Linked DNA regions of Hermetia illucens: region 1 is linked to region 2. The links are chromatin contacts, called in public Hi-C maps. All regions are on one chromosome and are shown on one strand. The core of a region is the stretch at or near the end of the contact, and the rest is flanking DNA. Distances in the headings are between cores, read along the strand shown. Region 1 holds the start of LOC119654343 (integrator complex subunit 2). Region 2 holds the start of LOC119656238.

Region 1 (6,986 bases), core at 1,806-4,305, 310 kb before region 2:
ATACGCTGGAGAGCTGTTTGCTGAAACGAAGGAATTCATGTGTACTATTAAAGCCGGCGTGATCGCCACCCGAGCTTATAAAAAGCTCATAATGAGAAAGCGGGTGGAGAACGACCAGTGCAGAGTGTGTGGTTCTGCGTTAGAGACTTTGGACCATCTCATTTCTGGCTGCATTGTAACTGCACCGGTGCAATACACAAACAGGCATAATGCTGTGTGTAAAATAATTCATCAAAACCTTGCATACATCAAATTCTAATTGATCGTCACATACTGCACAACAGCCTAATGTGTTAGCTAACGAGAAAGGTCGCTCCTCGTATATTATTGATGTTGCTATCCTCCATATTAGTAACATTGAACAGAAATACGCAGGTGAACTGAGCCAATGGCTCGGGAAATCAAAGAAGTTTGACGTCTCGAGAAAGTGGTTGTTGTTCTCATAATATTGTCGGTTACATACCATTCTGCATACGTGATCAATGTTGCGGGGAGTTCTCGAAGGATTCTCTTACTGACTTACCACCGGCCACCACCACTAGTGCCCCTTTATATTTTAAGTAGGTAGAGTCGTCCGAACCTAAATAGTTGGTACTTAGTGTTAGTATTAGGGAAAATCCGGCATCTGACGAAATTGTCACAACCCGGAAGATAAATAGAAGGTTCTAATAAAAGATCAGCAGTTGAAATAAATTGTAAATCCAAAATTGTTGGGAGATATGGGAAAAAATGTATGCATGTAAACTGGAACATAGAACCCAAACTACGATATATGGAATGAGTCAACGTTAGAGGATACTACGACATTCTGTCAACATCATGCCACGATAAACTTAAGGAGCGGCTGACGAAAGTATAGGTACAACTAGATGATAACTTGTAGCGCCGGAGTTCGTTAACATCTCCTTTTTTTGCTGGCTATATTGAAAAAAGTAGGGTATTTTGATCAAGAACACTCCTCCAATCGATACGATCCGTCATCACCTGGACGCTGGATCACGAATAACTGACGACTTCCTAAGGCAGCCGAGAATGAGTGTAATAGTTGCAAACCAAGTGCTTTCGTTCTGGCTAAAAATCGCGTTCACGTTATTTTCAGATTACTAAAGTGAAACGATAAACACCCTTAATGTTTTTAGCATCTAAATTATTTGAAATAATTACTGTTGCTGCATTTTCGCTAGTATTATTTATTTTATTTGCATATACCCACATTTCGATATTGCTCCAAGTCCAGGGAGATCGGTATATGCAATTAAAATAATTAGCACAAGCGAGAAAGCAAAAACAGTCTAATTATTTCAGATAAACATCCGTCTGCTACTTACGGTCATCCTGCTTCCAGTGCAAAGGTGAACGCCTGGTCTAATAACTTGCCTGGGACGCTGATAAAATGCCTCGAACCTGGACTAAACCTAATACCCCTGAGGAAAATTGATCATGTCACGTTAGGTTTTGTAATATAATTTTACCATCGAAATGCACTGAGATTAATCAATACAGTTTTCCAGAATACGGAGCAACAGGAAAGTAATAACATACTTTCTTTTGATAGATCATAATACCAGTTTTCTACAATATTATCGTGCTATGATTTATCGTGTTTTCAATTTAAATGATTTCCCTTTAAAGGTGTTACTTTCAACTGTTGCGACCTTGCCAACAGAATAAACCAGTAAATGATAAGCCGGTGTAATTCTGGTTTACGACTTGTGTTATAATCGATGCAAACAATCCGAATACATCACGTAATAGCATTGCCAAATTTCGCAGTCAATTTCCAGAATATAGTGAGACTTTACTAAAGAGAATAAATTTAATTTAAGAAAAATGTAAACTTACTTTATCCCTGCAATCCCCCTCAACGCCGAATATAAACGTAAAATTGCGGCAGCCTGAACGGTGTAATCCTCCGGTAGTTTTGCATTGTGAGAAAAAACAACCAAATTCTGAAGTTGTTTCAGCAGCTCATCACGAACCATTTGCAACGCGTCGCCCTTTCTTTTCTGGCTAGTCCTCACGAAAACTCCAAACCATGACCTTACGTTTGAATCATTTCCTAGAAGTAAACCCGACACAAACGCAATCTAAAAAAAAAAAAAAAATTCCAGGTTTTTCTAACTTATCTGAATAAAATTACCAAGTCGTTTGGGTCTTTTAAACTCAATTTGAGCATAAGTGATGGCATTCGCATCAACTCCATACATAAGAACCTTGTAGCCAACGCCTGACCAGGGTTCATTTCACTCAATGCATACAACGCAGTTAATTTGAGTTTTCCTTCTGCTGTGTCTTCATCACCAGTTGAAATTAATGCCGCCACGACATCCTTATATGTATCTGGTGCATTCGCCACAATCCAACATATAATTGCTGCACCATTGTTTACATATAATAGAGTGTCTACAAGCTCCTGAACGGTTATCAATGATGGAAGTTCTGCCAACGCGACGCAGATAATATCGGTGATTTCTTCTAGATAAATCTCGTTATCGAATAGCTCGGACTGTTTGATAATATTTTCACTTAAACCACGCGGACCAAGTAGATTTTGCTCTGCAATCTGTGACTGCAAGTAAAATAACTCCGAGAGTACAACTCGCACTTTGCGAGTGGTATCCGCACGTTCGAATCCCAAAGCTATTCCATTTTGTAATCCATGGAAATGGGCGCTATCCTGTTGAGTAACACCAATTTTTTGTCTGAGCATTTGCTCTTTTTTCACTTCTACCTCCAACTCATGATAGTCCACTTGCAAAAGTGCAACGATATTATTTACTATTTCTATTCCGACAAGAAGAACAAGTATTTGCTTCCGGCATTCCATCATTCCGCGTGTTGTCTCCATTGGGAAAAGTAGGCTCATTCTAACAAGCGAAGGCAAAAATGGGCGAATTTCATGTTGATTGCATGTTGCTAGCATTTGAATATCTAAATTCTGCATCGCAATAAACGCGCGACTCGTTACCGGCGGGAGATACATCGTTCAACGGCGAACGTCAGTGATAAACACAAGCAAATTGTCAATCAACGTCAGGTTCGCTTCACCCGTAGTACTAGGCGCTCGGAAGGATTACTACCACTAACGTGATGAATGCCGTTCCATTTGCTTCTTAGCGTTTTGATTCACGTTTCAAATCGAACGGGTTTAACCCGGGCGTTTAACTGTCACGGCATGTTCAAAATGCTTTTAGGGAACTCAGCGGGAAGTTTCGGGTTGAGAATCCTTCAAGCTACCATCTCTTCTATGATTCCGTCTCTCCAAGAACTACATAGTACCGAATTTTCATTTAACTTGGCCTAGACAAGGTAATATCAATACGAAACATCAAATTACTGATGACGTCACTTTAACCGGTACAATGTGTGGTAAAATTTAATAAACATCTTGTATGTATGGACCTATTATCGCTGAAGGAAAGTTATGAATTGTGATTTTTAGGTAACATCGTTATCTACGAATAAAATTCATATCTATGAAAATAGGTAGAAAAGTCTCAGAGATTATCAAAGATATTCGATTTCAAAATTCCAATTTGGTAAGATGACCACAGATTTGTTAATACTAAGATAGATAGATTTCCGTATATAATAGAGTCTTTTCTTGATCCCGAAAAAATCTGTTTGAAATTATGAAAAATCTTCGCTTAAGATGAACTCGGTTACTATGAACACTCGGCTATAATGGACTAGTTTAAAACATATTTTTACCGACACTTTGACATCTGAAATATCTTTATCTTAACTGACGTTCCGACAATCTCATTTCTTGCCTGGTATTTCCGACGTTTCCGATTTTACTTTAGCTTTCGGCTGTGAATCAGATTGTTTTGTAAAAAGTGAAAAAATGGTAAGAAAGAAGGCTTTAACAATCAAAGCGATACTGAAAATAATTTCGGCTATAGAGAAAATCAGGGAAACATTTGCACAGAGAAAAATTTACCAAAATCAACAGTCTCCAAAATTTGGAACAATTGAGAGAAAACTAAAACTGAGTTAAACTCAAAAATTAGCAACAAACAAATTGAAGACACCTAAAACTGAGTTAAACTCACAAATTAGCAACAACAAAATTGAGGACAGCCTTACATCCACATGCTTTCAATGGTTTCAACAAAAGAGAGCCATGTTAAAATTTAGGGACGAAGTTTTTACTGGTGGAAAACTGTCGAAAAATCACATTACTGCTATGGTTTGCACAAATCTGATTGGTACTGAAAACCGCCGGTTGCTAGCTATAGGCACCTTCCTTGCAATGCTTTCGAAACAAATTTTAATTTTTTAATTCTTTTTAGGAACATTTCAAACCCAATATGTTTCAAACACATTGAGAACTTCCCAGTTGATTACGATTTTAATAAAAAGGCATGGATGACTTCTTCTATGTTCGAAAAGTATCTGAGGAGATGGAATCTAAAACTAGTCAAACAAACGTGCAAAATTTCATTGCTGATCGATAATTATCCAAGTCATCCCGATATTACGGTTTCTAGCATAAAGTTGGCTTTTTTGCGTCCAAATACAACAATGCAACCATGGATCAAGAGTCTTTCATAGCTTCAAAGTTAATTATAGAAAGACATTGTTACTTAGAATACTAGATATGCAAGATACTTTATTAGATGGGGAAAATTTCTTAAGCTTAACATGACATGACGTTTCAACTTTCGAAATTGTTTCGCTCACGCCGGTTTAATAACAATTATTCCATCGGATTCCGATGATGCATCCCTTTCAAGGAATTCCGATAATTCATATGGTTTGGCCATGTTTGCACATATTGTATCGAAGATAAATGAAATTGAAAACGATCTAGAAATTCAAATTTCAAATAAGCATTCAGTTCAAATGAAAAAAGCAAATTTTTCGAAATCTATTTAAGAAACTTTTCGAAAACTTTACTTCCTGACAATGACGTGATGTGATTATTACTAATAAATGTAGATATGATCTGATGTTTTTTGCTTTGCGTTTGGTGCCGGATTCTAGACTATGGCTCACATCTAGTCAGTGAGGTCTTCACTCTGACGGTTGGCCCGATACTAGTATTAGGCTAGAATGCCTTGGACTTCGGTGCACTTCTGTGCTAAAAATTGTGTTCAAAATATTTTCGGCACTGCGAATATAATTTTCTCCAAAATCTCCGTCTTGGGTTAGTTTAGTATTGTCATATTTGCACATTTTCTTCTTTTTTTTTATCTAAAGTTACATATACTTTTTCAACTAAGAACTAGAACTTCATTTAGGTTTTTATACATTCGGATATAATGGACACTCGGCTATACTGGACTAAATTTGTCGGTCCCCTGAAGTCCATTATAATCGAGTTGCACTGTATAAGCAAAAAACAATACCTGGCCACTGCTTCTCGGTCACGCTGTTGCCACGATGCAGGCCAGGTAGTGTCTGAAGTATCATGCCTCCATTGTGGAAAAAAAAGTCTACCCTTTTTTTATTTCTTAAATTTCATCTTCAAATTAAATAACAAACAAGTCGGAATGCCGGAAGCTCGCGCTTCGAGTATAAAGGTTTTGTGTTTATCTTATATAAGAAACTTCAACGCACATTTTTCTATCCCTATATAGCTACAAATCCAACGTAATCCTTCATATTTTTCCAAACTACAAGCCATACGTACATATTACAGCATACAAATGTACATATATATACGTATATTAAATACGGTTCGTTTAATGTACAAATATATCTATCTGAATTAGACACTACTCGGAAACTTCATTAGCGCGTATGTACTATATACCTACTTACACACAAGTCTGTTTGGAGTAATTTAAATTCATAAACAAATGACTAAGGAACTAAAACAAAATAATTCTTTTCGACCCCATTCATAAGAACTCACTTCGTTATGGTATTGATGAATTGATATGTGATGATGACGCCATACACGTTGTAGAATGCACGAAATTCACGAAAAAAGGTAAAGTTTCACCGCCTATAACTTTGTTAATAATAGTTGGACTTTCTTCAAACTTGATCAAGTTGTGCATTATGTTATCCATTGCACCCATGCCACTCTGGGATGAACATAAGGGGGATTGGCGGGCAAATTTCTAAAATGTGGGAATATACTATTATTAACTTTACTTGTGAAGATATCGGAACCGGATGTATTTTGAGGCCTACATTTCGTAAAGATGCACCACTGTGATTTTTTTGAGATTTTTCATTTGTATAGAGAACGGCCTTTAGCCATCTTGTTTGAATATTTTGAGGACACGCAAGCGTTTTTGAAACCGATCTTCGTATACTTTTCACGATATTTTCTCTACTTTTCGCAAATTGTTTCATTCTTCGGAAAACGAAAGAAGATCAAGGTGTCATATCTCTTTCAACTTGATAACTACCACAATCATTTATCGCGCACAATAACTTATCTTAAACACAATTGGCAGAAAAATTAAAATCACAAAAGACTACCCAATAATCACGACCCAAGGGGCGCCACCAAATTCAACAGAATTCCAGCGAGCCTCGCGGTGTAGAGGGACGTCGAGTGCGCCCAAAGTCATTACTCAGTGCGCAACCCCTACATATATTTCTTCAAAGTACTTCAATGAGAGCAGTTCATAGGCTAATTCGATCAGAGCTGTGGCGCGGCAGGAAATTTATTTCGAATATCGCGAACACCAGCGGACAGATGACGTCACCGGCACTCTCCACTCAGTTCAGACCTCGCTACAAGAGTGAAGAACAGAGTAGGTGACGAGAAACGTCAGATAAAAAAATAATAATAATAAGAAGAACGATAGTTTGCCGTCATTGTGAGAAAAAAGAGTTTCGTGTAGAAAGAAAATAGTTAGAGACGGAAATCAGTTTAATTTCTAATATCTCGGAGTTATAATAAGAGTACTTTCTTGAAATTTTGTATTGAACTTCGTAAAATACGAAAAACATGTCAGAAACCTATTTCGAAGAATAGAAGCTCTTAAATTTGTCAGAAACCTATTTCGAAGAATAGAAGC
Region 2 (6,984 bases), core at 555-3,054:
TCAACCAATGGAGAACTGCGTTATGAAATTGCTTCACGCATTAACACAAGCTGGATGAAGTTGCGTTCCACAGCTGGTGTTCTTTGTGATTAACATGATGATCGTCCTGTCGTTCTCTATGATTCTGAGTGCTGGCGAACTATAAAAGACAATGAACGGCGTTTTGCGGTAATGGAGACGAATATATTGCTTTGGAGTAGTGGCATGACCCATTTTGATCACATCTGAAATGAGGATATCCGCGATCGATATTGCACCGATCATGGGAAAACTGCGAGAGAGGCGTCTTCGATGATATGTAGTAGTACGTAATTCGCGTCAATGAGAATTCACTCGCCAGCATTGGTCTGAACACCAAAGTCGATGGTAAACGGCCAAAAGGCCAGGAGAAACAACGGTGGCTTGGTACGTTCGATGGGAATTTGAAAGCTTCGCGATTGCATCCAAATCAGAATAGAACCAAATGGCGAAACCGATCATGACGAGCCGACCTCGCTTGTGAACGGGAGAAAGGCTCTAGAAAAAGAAGAAGGTGATAAATTGATTTGCGAACACCGTTTGTTTGTGAAAGACAGATTATATTTATGGTATTTCTACTTATTATTATGTATTTATGATGAAAGATCTTGATAAAGTTAAAATTAGAAGTGAACAAAAAGTTGATTAATAAAAAATGAAAATTAAGCCGGAGGAATGCGCACTCTTAGCGGCATTTAATTGTATGATTTTTATAACATGAAGTTTGAACGCAAGTCGGTTGTTCCCGGACAAAATCACAGGATTGCACATAATATTCAAATTTATGCAATTAGGGTATGCATCTTCCTATATTTCACGTTTCACTTTCAATTAAATGCCACTAAGAGTGCACATACCTTTGGCTTAAATTCATTTTTTATGAATGGAAGCAAGGGAGCTAATGGAAGTGACATTTATTAATGCTAATTATTATTAGCACTCATAACTCAGAGTTACGCTGTCTTACGGAAGATCGTGGTTCAAATCTCACTGGTTGTAGTGAAATTAGTATCGTGGTTTGATGTCGGATACCAGCCGATTCAGCAGAGAATGAGTACCTGAGCCAAATCAGGGTAATAATATCGGGCGAGCGCAATATGGGCCACATTGCCTCCTACAGGGTACGGTAATCCTGTAGTGTACCGTTACGGTCTTGAAAGAAGTGCTCTAACACACTTCAAGGTTTCAATACTGTATCTCAAATAGTGCCTTCCGCATTTTGGAAATGAATTCGTTCCAATTAATTACATTCAAAATAAACTGTCGAAAACGAAAAGCGCCACCAAATTGCATAACTTCAAGTGTCAACAAATTGTCATCCGTCTCGCATCTCAAAAGCTGAATTTGCCAAACTTTTCTGCGGGACGTATCGGGCGTCGGACTTATTGTATATTAACGTACGATATGGCTCTCCCGAGGCTCAGGGAGTCGTTGACGACGAGCGCCGTGAATGTCGTTCGCTTAGGCTTGTGAGGGTTACGCTGTGAAAACGGAATTTTGAGGAGGAAATCTTTTAGGAAATATTTTATGTAATTGTATATATTGTATGCAGTGTAATTTAATGAAATATTCCATTGGTTCCTCAGCTGATTTGACATTTCGTCGCGATTTTTTTAATTTACAATGGTAAGGCGATCAAAAACTGACAACGCACGCGGTTAGACGCAAACATGAAATGGTACGCTTTGCGAGGCTTCTCAGCATTGCCCATTTGAAACAAAAGCTCGGCTTTTCCTTTATTGTATTTTCGGCTTAAGTGTGACAACCGTGGGGAACAGGTCGAGCGTTAAATGGAACGCGGATATTACATACAATATATTTGACACTTCCGAAGATCGTTCATTCACTTTAACTTTGCTTGAAGGTTGTTTCCTTGTGTTTCACCGTGGGTTTGGTTATTGATAGGTACTTGAAATTCAGTATGGGGAGCCCGCTCAATTGCAGCAGGACCTTAACGGCTAATTTAACTCCTGTTGAAAGTAAGAGCAAGGAAACGTTCGTGTCCGAGGATGATCCCCGCTTCGTTGACTCTAGTGACGACAATATGGAAATTATCATGGAGGCTATTGATACAAAGTTACTTAACAATGAAATGTTTAAAGATATGTCGGAAAATGGTAATCACGATTTCTCCTTTACATATTTGGCTATGTTTACTTACTGTTTGTAATTAGTTCAAGAAAGGGCTCTGTATAGGTCGCGAAGCGGCCTGACCGCACGACTTGAGGAAAGTTCGACTGATTTACAAGTTCCTTCGGCAATGAAACAGTTCCTTGGAAAAAAGCTTTCTGGTCTTATCGAGCAAAAATATGTTCTCACTAACACTGTTAATTTATCACCTCAAGCAGCGACATTTAAAAAAGAAGAGAGTCTCATAAAGTTATTCTGCAACTCGACAGCTGCTCTGAAAGCTGTTTGTTCACCCTGGGAATACCTGCCCTCGGTCTCACCGCGTTTTAGAATTGAAAGGAGGCATATGAGAACTAATTCCCCAAACAGGTTCTCTAAAATCCGTTCAGTTTCTATTGATTATGAATTTGTCCAATCGCAAAAGGAGGTGAGGCACTGGGCAAAGCCGTCGGGCAAAGGTAAGCTGTACCGTTACAGAGCGGGAAAAGCGGGTGTTCTTGAATTTGTTGAGCCTGAAAATGAATTTACAAAATTTGCGACAAAGGGAATGAGCAGAGTGTATAAATAGAGAAAATGTAACATTATAAATATTATCTAATAAAATGTCAAAATAAAGAAAAATTTGTCCTTCAGTGCCAATGTGGGCTTGCATTTTCGGTAGTGGATTTAATCCAAAAAATTGAGAAGCTTTCAAGTTACTGTCTAGCTTATTAAGTCGTCAATTTTTTTTAGGCTTTTGTCACTGCACTGTAAAAACAATCTGTAATTTACAACCTTCCTTTTTGTATTTAATTAAAACATTACTTATTTCCAAAACTGCGTCCGCACTAATGACGCGAGAAGGTTTTGTTTTACTTACATCTATCTTATTACTACTACTTATTTCTACTTACATAAATACTTAATTCTACTATATACAATAGCACTTAATATTCATATAGTGCTTAGCCGCTTTGCACTCTACCAGGCAAGGTGTTTCGAAGAGGGACAGGGACAGGCCAGGGTCCAGTATCTGGCACGGCCTAAGGAAAGTCGCTAGTGGGATTGTTTTGCCCTGCTCATGCAGTCTTCTAATTTTTGGGTTTGGATGGTTTTCAAGTTTATTGAAAAACCGCTCCGTAATGTTGAGAATATATTCTCTAATGGGGTCTATTTTGCTCGGCGGTATACTATGGCGTTTCTGCCGCACTTCTTAGTCTTCCAATTGTAAGACAATCCAGTGCAATGTCTTACTACACGGCGTTCGAAAGACATGCATTTATCCATGGTTTTCGAAGAGCAATTGGTTCACGAAGGGGCTCCGTAGCATATGATGGGCCTGATGAGAGTCTTATATAGGATCAGCTTAGTTTTGATGCTTAGACCCACTTTTTGCGAAGAAGAAAGTACATAGATCTTGCGCAATGCACCATTTGCTTTGCCAATGGCGAGTTTAACATGATCGTTAAATCTTAGGAATTCGTTGAAATTGATTCCTAGATATTGGATCGATTTTGACCCTCGTACTATTGTATTCCCGATTTCCAGTTTCAGGCGTTTAGCCTTCCTGTGGATGGATCTAGATCCCAAGTATCTAGATTTCCTCCTGAAGATGCAGACTTGTGTCTTGGTTGAGTTAATTTTAATACCCCAGCTCCGGTAGTAGTAGCAGAGGTTAACCGAGTAATCCTCTATATCGCTAACTGCCTTGTCTGGGTGAAAATTAGAGGAGTAGACGAATGTGTCGTCGGCATACTGCATAAGTTCTGTACCGACCTCAGGGGAGGGGACATCAGCAGTGAAAATTTTGTATAAAGTAGGATAAGAAATGGATCCCTGCGGTACCCCAGAAATAACCGGCAAGAGATCGGAAATCTCATTCCCGACACTGACGTAAAAATGTCTATCCTCGAAGAAACTGATGGCAAGTCTGATCGTCGGGATTGGGAATTCGTATTTGATCAGTTTATAGATAGCCCGTTTATCCAGGCGGAATCAAAGGCCTTTTCTAAATCCAAAGCGCAAGCTACCATGGGTTTGTTATTGACATTAAGTCTGCTGGCTACAGTACCGTGGAGGTAGCTCAGGGCGTACTGTGTTCCGTGTTTAGCGTGGAAACCGAACTGATGGTCTGAAATAATGTTATTAAGATTGCAGTGTTAGACAAGCCCTACGGTCCATACTCTCTCAAAAAGCTTTCCCAGGTTAGTTAGGAGTGAAACGGGTCTGAAGTTACCAGGTTCACAGGAGACGCCTCCTTTCCGAATGGCTATAATTTTGGCTATTTTCCAGGTGGATGGGAAGTAGCCATTGTTAATGCGGTTATTAAAAACCGCAAGCAAAAACTTAATGGAGGCTACTGGAAGATTTTTGAAGACGAAATTCGTAATTCCATCTGGGCCTGTTGACTTTTTACAGTTAAGGTTATGGGTAATAGCAGTGAGTTGTGATAAACTCAGAAATTTGATCGAATCAGTAGGCTTGTTGGAAGGGTTCTGGGCAGAAAAAGACGTGATTCTGTAGCAGTTCCTAGAAGTGAAATCTGTGACTGTTGAATCAACGGTCTTAGTGAGAGCCGTTCTGTTGCTCGGAGGTGTTGTGTTGAGCTGCCGCTCGAAGAATTCCCCAAGAGTTTTTGCTTTCTCAGCATCACTGCAGACTCGCACTTTGTTTTGGGTTAGAACAAAGTTGCGGGCTTTGTATTTCCCCGTTAACCTGTTGATATTTTGGAACATATTAGCTCCAGGCTTAATGTCTGCAAGTTTGCGGGTCAATTCCTTGCTACGGAAGGTCGGCACCATACCACGGATTAGCGTACTCAGACAGTTAATTTGGGAGAGTAAGGCTTTTTATTCCGCATTTATTTTATTCCCGTGCTCGTGAAATTTGTGCTTGAGATTACGCCTTTAAATCTGCCTAACTTTCAAGTGGAGCATTGTCTCATGTGGAAGAGAATTGAATTCAAACTCATCGACTTTTATTAGCTTAGAGTTCCTGCGTGTAGCAGTGTCAAAAGCGTCAGACACCTAGTTAATAGCCTCGCCGATTTCTTTGTCCGACAGATTGCGATTATTTGAGAGCTTTTTCAAGTTGAGTTTTGGCGCTAACTCAGCCCTGAATTTATCCCAGTCAGTGTGGGCGAAAGACTTAATTGTGGTCATTACTCTCTTTTTCAGAGAAAGAGGTGAGGACAGTTTGGGATTGACCGCGAAATGGTCGGACATGCCTGGTAAGGTATCACATGATATTACCTGCAAGCTTTGCTTCATTTCCATAGACAGAAGGAAGTAGTCTAATATATTATAGATTGACTACTGGGCCTTGACGGAGAAGACTATACGCATGAGGTGAAACTAGTCAAGATCGCAGTGCGTTCTGTGCAAATTTAAACGAATTGTGTATCGTGTTACTATAGCGCTTCTGTGTGTGCGAATTAATCTAACTAAGCAACCACCTATAAACAACCAGTACACACATAAATAAAATAGGAAATTAAGAATGTGTCATTGCAATCTTATTCGGAACGCCGCTTTCTCCAAATGGTTCTGGCACCAAGCTGGAAAATTTCTGTATCAAAGGCGGCCAGACGCATTAATACTATTACACAAATGGGAACCAATGTCAATGATGATGCGCAGAATACAACTGAGATCCTGATTAACAAGCCCCGCCCACCGGACGCTATATTTTCTGCCCCACAAAACGTGAAGGCTTGCCTAGGGAGTTTCACCTCCTGTGTATAGTCTTCCTGGCAAAGCCTTAGGACCACCACTTAATAAACTTCGTATACACTCTAATGAAGAGATCTACGCTTATGTGCAAAAAAAAGCTCGGAGCTCAGAGAAGGAAATGATTCTTTCACCACTAGCATAATAGATGCAATTCGGACTACCTCTCCCTCTCAGATGTTATAAGGCATTTGTCCAATAGAGTCAATATAGCCTCTCCATCTGAACTGAATGCATCCTAAACGGATGAAGAAGGTATGCTTTTTTCCCCAGTATATCAGTTAAGGAAGCACTGACATACTTAGCCAAAAAACTAATTAATATCGACCAATCATCGTGGGAATGGAGAAGGAAAATACGACAATATATGAAGTTAGCTACCCTTTGTATGAGTGAAAGCTACTTCATGTTCAGGAATGGATACTTCAAAACCGTAGGGGGCGTCAACATGGGTAATCCGCTATCATCATTTATCAGCGACATCTTTATGGAGCGAATAGAGGAATGTATAGAACAACTTGGTATTTTACCAAGATTCTGGGCCAGATATGTTGACATTTTTGCAATTGGGAAAGGACACCATACCCAACAAATTGAATACGGTCCACAAGAGTATTACATTCGCCATGGCAGTCGAATACAACCACCTACCAACTACCCTTCAACAACAGAGAAAGAATCGAATTAGACATTTACCGGAAACCAACTTCCACGTAGAGAACCATCACAGCAACATCACAAGACTCCTCACATCGCATGCTAACCACGCCTTTATCAGAGGAACGTTTAAACAATGGGAAACGTCACATCATTGAAACTGCGGAAAAGTACGGGTTCAACAGGAAGTCCATAGAAGGAATAATCAGTAAAAAAGTTACGAAAATGGAAAGGAATAACCTGACGACATTTTTTGCACAAGCGGGACCATTTAAAAAACGTCGAGTTCCTACCATACATACACAAATTAGCTACCAGATGAAAAACATTCTAAAGAAATGTGACAACGAAGTGATATCTACTAGCAGACCACGTCAACTGAAGACACGATTAGGAAGCGTCAAGGACCCTAAGGAAGATAGCGAGAAAAGCGGAATTACCAGATAACCGATTGAACATATATAGGGCAAAT

The links. Hi-C and Micro-C count contacts between places; a contact is called where the count stands out from the background.
Region 1: a contact with region 2 is called in a Hi-C map of an unstated tissue, with 6 times the contacts expected there. The contact joins the promoter of LOC119654343 here to the promoter of LOC119656238 in region 2. A contact is called at or near these places in 2 of 2 Hi-C or Micro-C datasets (an unstated tissue and whole body).

The regions. Positions count from the first base shown.
Region 1 is chr4:66,277,852-66,284,837 of iHerIll2.2.curated.20191125, reverse strand. LOC119654343 (integrator complex subunit 2) reads right to left here and starts at 3,055. Exons shown (of 3, transcript XM_038059683.1): 1 at 2,141-3,055; 2 at 1,843-2,087. The coding sequence starts at 2,983. It overlaps LOC119654344 (a long non-coding RNA gene), which reads left to right and starts at 3,765. Exons shown (of 3, transcript XR_005249812.1): 1 at 3,765-3,850; 2 at 3,906-4,211; 3 at 4,296-4,860.
Region 2 is chr4:65,963,813-65,970,796 of iHerIll2.2.curated.20191125, reverse strand. LOC119656238 reads left to right here and starts at 1,804. Exons shown (of 2, transcript XM_038062656.1): 1 at 1,804-2,135; 2 at 2,193-2,787. The coding sequence starts at 1,940. The coding sequence ends at 2,716.